2 separate regions of the Mus musculus genome follow, and region 1 is linked to region 2. The links are chromatin contacts, called in public Hi-C maps. All regions are on one chromosome and are shown on one strand. The core of a region is the stretch at or near the end of the contact, and the rest is flanking DNA. Distances in the headings are between cores, read along the strand shown.

The links. Hi-C and Micro-C count contacts between places; a contact is called where the count stands out from the background.
Region 1: a contact with region 2 is called in a Hi-C map of bone marrow-derived macrophages, with 19 read pairs. The contact joins the promoter of Adamts7 here to the enhancer-like site in region 2. A contact is called at or near these places in 11 of 39 promoter capture datasets (the 3T3-L1 cell line, the HPC-7 cell line, HPC-7-derived erythroid cells and 7 more), 3 of 484 Hi-C or Micro-C datasets (bone marrow-derived macrophages, myocytes and pre-B cells), 4 of 115 datasets of contacts at active chromatin or transcription factors (bone marrow-derived macrophages, embryonic stem cells and stem cell-derived neural progenitor cells) and 2 of 9 other capture datasets (adipose tissue and embryonic stem cells).

Annotation. Positions count from the first base shown.
Region 1 is chr9:90,161,375-90,164,684 of GRCm38.p6, reverse strand. It overlaps Adamts7 (a disintegrin-like and metallopeptidase (reprolysin type) with thrombospondin type 1 motif, 7), which reads right to left and starts at 1,707. Exons shown (of 24, transcript NM_001326351.1): 1 at 1,371-1,707. The coding sequence starts at 1,440.
Region 2 is chr9:90,429,763-90,432,850 of GRCm38.p6, reverse strand. No RefSeq gene overlaps it. Among named protein-coding and RNA genes, the nearest start is that of Gm39398, 28 kb to the left of the region's middle. Within about 2 kb of position 1,425, at least 32 of the 459 cell types and tissues checked have an H3K27ac peak or open chromatin away from gene starts, as enhancers often do. A contact at or near this core is called in bone marrow-derived macrophages, where this site is marked.

The DNA of each region.
Region 1 (3,310 bases), core at 458-2,957, 270 kb after region 2:
AGCAGGACTCATCAAAGACTCATCAAAGAAATCCTATGGCGTTTGTCTAACAGAGTAATAAAGATAATGGCCACTACTTGGCAGTTACTACCCAGTAATAAGCAACTGATCTTCAGTATTTCGGACCTCTTAAAAAACCCTAAAAGGTGGACCTCCCCTGACCACACACACCTTCCAAGGGCCCAGGAGCAAGGGATGTTTCTGCTTTCTCTTTCCACTGCCCCCCTCTGACAGTTCACGCTAATCTTTTAACCTGTTTCCATACCCATAGAAGAACTTTTTATACATGTTGGTTGCCTTGCAGTTCTGATAACAGATTTTGAGAAATAAGAATGTGTTAAGGCTAGGTCCCAGCAGGTACTCACACACTCACACACCCAGACTTCTCGAATGTTACTGTTAGATTAATCCCAAAATGCTGTTCTCCTCGGTGCTTTAAATGTCCCTGGCATCCAGGCCCACAGCTACAGTATCTTGACCAGGATGGCAAATGGCCTAATCAGGCTCAGGGCAGATCTTCCTTGAGGTCACCCCTGCCCCATGCATATTGGTCCAACTCACTCAAGAGTTCATTCATCCCTCCAGTCCCGTCACCCCTGTCATACCCTTGAATCCCTCACCTGCAGATACATAACCAGCCCCCATTTGGCCTGGAGCGTGCTAAACACGGGCTCTGGGGTCTTCCACATCCCTGACTCTCACAGTCCCAGGCCCGCTGCTCCGGACTCTCCAGAAGCGCGCTACAACGCAGGTCGCGGCCAAACAAGAGCCTGGATGCTGGCCAGAGGCTCGTCGGAGGCCGGCCGGCCAGGCGGGGCTGGGAGAGTTAACCCAGGGCGGAGGAAGAAGCTCAGGCTCCCCCATTCCCCTCCCTTGAACACTTGGGGGAGGGGGAAACAGGAAATGCAAAGGCGATGGGGACTCGGACCCCCACGTCCGCCTAGCTGGGAGGAGAGGCGGCGGACCCCGGTAGACCTGCGACCTGGCGCGGTCCCCAGCAGCGTCCTGGCTAGTTTGCTTTCCAGGAGAGTCACCCCGAAGGAGTGTGTAAGAAGCCGTCTCGCGCGAATCGTCCAGCCCACTCGGAGGAGCGCTCTCCTGGGAAAGATGCACTCAGCGCAGCACGCGCGGCAGGGAAGCCGAAGCCCGAAGAGAGTGCAAGCTCACTCCAGTGGCAAGTCCCGGATGCCAGCTGAGTGGACAACTGAAGGATGGCTCCCGGTAGGTGCAGCTTCTCTCAGCTGCCAACACGACCCCAGCTGATCCCTAGTCTCAGAGTAAGCCGGTCCTGCGCGGGGTGCACAGAGAAGCGGCTGGGATTGCAGAAAGGGTGGCAGGGTCAGACGGGTCCCAGAGGCTCAGCCACCCACCTGATGCAGGTCCGAGGACGCGGGACGCCAGAGCGCACAGGATCAGGAGGAGACTCGGACCACGGTGCATGGCCCGGACGGGGTGGCCGCAGGACGACCCCTGTGCACTCCTTCGTCTACGCCGTTGCGTCCCAGCCGGGCCTGGGTCCGACTCAGGACATGCCTGGCTTTAAACTCTTCCCAAGGTCCGGGTCCTGACTCTAGCCGCCGGGCAGCTGCACTCGCTCCTCCGGCAACAAAGACTGCAAGGCCCGCCCCCTCAGCCAGCTGCCGAGGCAAAGAAAGAGAGCGAGAAGCCCAGGAAAAAAAAAAGAAAGAAAGAAAGAAAGAAAGAAAAGGAAGGAGGGAGGGCGGGAGGGGGAGCAGGGCGCCCACCCCCGCCCCGCCCGGCGGGCTCCTGCCCCCGCCCCCACCGGTCTCGCCCCGCCCCCGCCAGGCCTCAGCGCCCTGCGGGCGGGCCACCTCTTGCAGAGCACGGTCCCCACCCTACCAACTCAGGCTCCGGACCGCCCGCAGGGCTACAGACGTCCCCCTGGCGGTGGTGCGCGCCCAGGCCGTCTGTATCCTCCGAGATCTACCCCCCCCCCCGTCCCCTCCCAAAAAAAATCTGGAGTTCTGCAGTTTCTTGTCACTATCTATGCTTCAAGAGACATTCTTGGGTATGCGTCCCAGGCAAAGAATGCCTGCCCTTCAGAGAAAGAAACCTGGAAACCCCCAAGGAACGGAGATGGCACAGCAAGGAGGCACGATCCGGGGGATTCTAGATTTGTGTCCAAAGTCAACCTAGGAGAAAGACTTGGGCCCTTCTAGACTGGGCAGCAGTTCGCTGATTCCTTGCCTCCAGATGCTTTCAGATGTCTGTTTTCCCTGGACTCGGCACAGCGTTCTGCCAACAGCCTAGAGACTCTGGTGGGCCAAGACAGTGGCTACAGACTTTCAGAAGGGACCCTGGTAGCCTGAAAGCCAGCCAACCTTGCTTCATATTCCTAAAAATCTTCTGTCCTTGGTGGCCCTAATCCACATCCCCTTTAGCCTATACTTCCAGGAGCAGACTCAGGAGAACATGCACGCGGGCGCGCGCGGGCGCGCACACACACACACACACACACACACACACACACACACACACACACACACACACACCTTCACTGAGCCTGGTTCTACCCTGACAGTGATGTACTTGTACAATCCTTCTTCTCCCCCTTGGCCACTCTTTGTGCCCACCAAGGTACACAGGGACCCATACGGCTCATTGGCAGTTTCATGGTGTTTCTCCTACCAGAGAGCTCACTTGTATCTCTCTGCTGTCCGGCTCTCTTAGCTCTAGGGAGATGTGTGTAATGCATCGACATCTGCTCTCCTCACAGTCATCCTCAATGTCTCCATCTTAGTTCTTTTAGGTCTTGGTACCACCTGAGGCTGTGACATCCCCTGCAGCGGAGATTGTTGTTGGTTTATTTCGTTTTGTGTCCTCTAGTCCCTTGTCATCTTTCTTCTCTTTACCCTTTGACCTCTTCGGGCTCCATCTTCCCTCTCCCCCCCCACCCCCCCACCTCTGACAGTGGCAGGAACAACAAAGGCTATCCCATCTTCCTGAACATCTCCCACCCAGTGCAAAGGTACGGAAAGCTGGCACCTACTTTCTCTTTCTGAATATGCAGAGCAAACACTTTGCACTGTTGGAAAATGATCTCACCAGGACTCTGCAACCCTCTCCCTCCGTCTTCCCAAAAGGATTCAGTTCCAATATTTTCTTCTGTCCATGGTTTCCATGAGCTACTAACCCTCAGTCTAAAACATTCTATCCCTAGTAGACACTGATGTACCCCCTGTGGCTACGCATCCCTTGTAACTCCTACTTGTCCCTCTGCCCTCTTCTCAAGCTTCTCCAGAGGGTTGTTCATAGCAGTTGCCTCCTCCTCAGTCCCTCATCTACCCTC
Region 2 (3,088 bases), core at 176-2,675:
AGAGATCTGCAACTCTGTAGGTGCAACATTATGAACTAACCAGTACCCTGGAGCTCTTGACTCTAGCTGCATATGTATCAAAAGATGGCCTAGTCGGCGATCACTGGAAAGAGAGGCCCATTGGACAGGCAAACTTTATATGCCCCGGTACAGGGGAACACCAGGGCCAAAAAATGGGAATGGGTGGGTAGGGGAGTGGGGGGGGGAGAGGGGGGACTTTTGGGATAGCATTGGAAATGTAATTGAGGAAAATATGTAATAAAAAAAAAGAAAGAAAGAATAGGGAACACTGGTGGCGGGGCAGTGTTGATAGTGTCAGGGTACTCTACTGTTTCTTTAATGTCACCTATGGGCTCCACTTACACAGTATTGCAGTAAATAAGCCCCTTATAGCAGAAGTTTTGGGCCTTTAGAAAACTGGGTTCTGTGCTGTATGTCTGCTTATTCCTCTTGATTAGAAAACAGGAGCTTGAGCATCCATTACAGTTGAGCGGACACAGAGGCAACTCCTCTCCCTGTGGTGGCTGGGAAGATCTAAGAAATACTCTTAACCGCTGAGGAAACCACTTCAGTCTTTTGAATATATTTTTAGCAGTAAAAATAAGACAAGAATTGATATAATTTGGATTATGATATATGTTATAATTTTAACTCAGATAAAGATCTAGAGTTAAAGGATACAGTCTCTTTTTATCTATTGAATCTGTTATTGGAAAAGTTTGTACTCAGATGTAATTCATTCTTATGACTCCCGTTACTTCCCCAGCTTACCTTCTTCCCATACCTGACAACGCTCTTTCCTACTAATTTTTCTCCACGTTTATGTTTTCTGGCCCAGTGAGGTTAAGCAGGGCTGTATGTGTGACTGTGGTTTGGGACCTATTCACTGGAGCTGGGTAGACTTATCACGGGATACACAACTGAATCCAGTGGTGTCCTCTCTCCCGGAATCCATCATTAACAATGGCTAATCAGTGATAAGTAGGGCCTCTCAAGCCACTCTATCCATGAGTGATGCTTGGTAAGACCTGTCCTGCACAGGGTCAATACAAGCACTTCAGCTGCAGTAAGTTATACTTTTAAAAAGCCATGTCTTATCTAGAAGAAGAGAACATTCAAAGCCCTTCTCCCCGACTTCCAGTTCTCACATTCTTTCTGACTCCTGTTCTGCAAGGTAGAGATAAAGTATAAAATAATTGACTTTATAAAACAAGAAATTGATCAACAACAAGAGATACGGCAGTCTAATTTTGGTTGTGAAATGAAATCAGATGAAACAAGAGTATAGGACATGAAGGGAAGGAAACATACTAAGGGAAAATGAAGTCTCTGAAAGATTAAGGAAGGACTTTGGGAATCAAAGGATCGCATACATAGCAAAAACTAAAAAGACCACTGAAGAACTTAAAGGGAAATTGTAGTTAACAGGATTAAATTTCTAACAGAGTTTTGACTTCAAAAATATGTTAGGCTCAGTTCTCAAATCAAACACTACGATGTCCAAGTATTTGTTATTGATTTATTTGATTTTTTTAAAAATATTTTCAATCCTTCTTTCTTTATGACTATTGCCTCCTCCTTGCCAGGCTGTTACATTTGAATCACGACTGTCTCTAACTGATTCAGGGCAATTACACTTGAATTATTGTGTAATTTCTGCATTTCATTTCATTCTCCATCAACTTCCCCATAATGTAACTAACTTCCTCTTTCTGAAACTTGCCTAATTAATCTACCCAAGGACTGTGATCCTACAAAACAGAGACAATGAAGAAGTGTCTCCACTCTTTTCATAGCCAAAGATGGCTTCTTCCTGTGGTGAACCATCACTTCCCATGTAATTTAGATCAAACCCACAGTGGCCTCCCTTGCTTACAGTTGGAAATTGCCACACAGACTCCAACTTCTTATTCTGTGACTCACAAGTGATAGTCTAAACTCGTTAAACCCACTGGTCAATCTGAGCAAAAATGTTTACTAAATTCACCAACCCAAAATTTTGTTTGTGATTTTTATCCCATCATCAGTACAGTCAGTATGCAAAGCCTCTCCCAGGATGTGTCTGACCTCAAGGTAAAACATTATCTAGTCAATATTTATGTAGGGCCCTTCTGACCATTCATCTGATTTCTCCACAGTCAATGATGTAAAGTCTTGTTTACTCCTATGGATGGGGGGAAAACTCTTTTCTGCTGTTCCTTGGGACACATGCATTCAAAGATGTAATTAGAAAATTCTTATTATAATAATTTGTATTGCAACAATCTTAAACAAAGTTTTTTTTCCTTAGTCTTTGTTCACTCTTGCTAGATGAATCAAAATTAATCATGTCACCACATCAACCTCAGCTCTCATTAGATTGCATTTGTTTTAATATAAGGGTCATTTTTCCTTGCTTATAAACCATTCCCTAAGCAAGTTATCTTATGGTCTATATACTTCAATCCTATTTTGTTCTACTCTTCAAATCATCTTCATTCAATTATGTGAAATACTTTGATGACATTAAATTTCCATTCCTTCCATCTCTCTTGCTATTTCCTTCCTAAATGGGAACTGTGAATGCAAAAAAGCCAGGAATAACGTGCTTCAAAATCTGAAAGAACTGATGTCAACCTAAAATTTCTGACAATGTACCACATTTTCTGTATCCATTTCTCTGTTGAGGGACATCTGGGTTCTTTCCTGCTTCTGGCTATTATAAATAAGGCTACTATGAACATAGTGAACCATGTGTCCTCATTACAAGTTGGAGCATCTTCTGGGTATATGCCCAGGAGTGGAATTGCTGGATCTTCCAGTAGTACTATGTCCAATTTTCTGAGGAACCACCAAACTGATTTCCAGAGTAGTTGTACCAGCTTGCAATCCCAGCAGCAACAGAGGAATGTTCCTCTTTCTCCACATCCTTGCTAGCATCTGCTGTCACCTGAGTGATTGATCTTAGCCATTCTGACTGGTGTGAGGTGGAATCTCAGGGTTGTTTTGATTTGCATTTCCCTGATGATTAAGGATGTTGAACATTTTTTTAGGTGCTTCTCAGCTATCTGGTATTCTGCAGTTCAGAATTCTTTCTTTAGCTATGTAC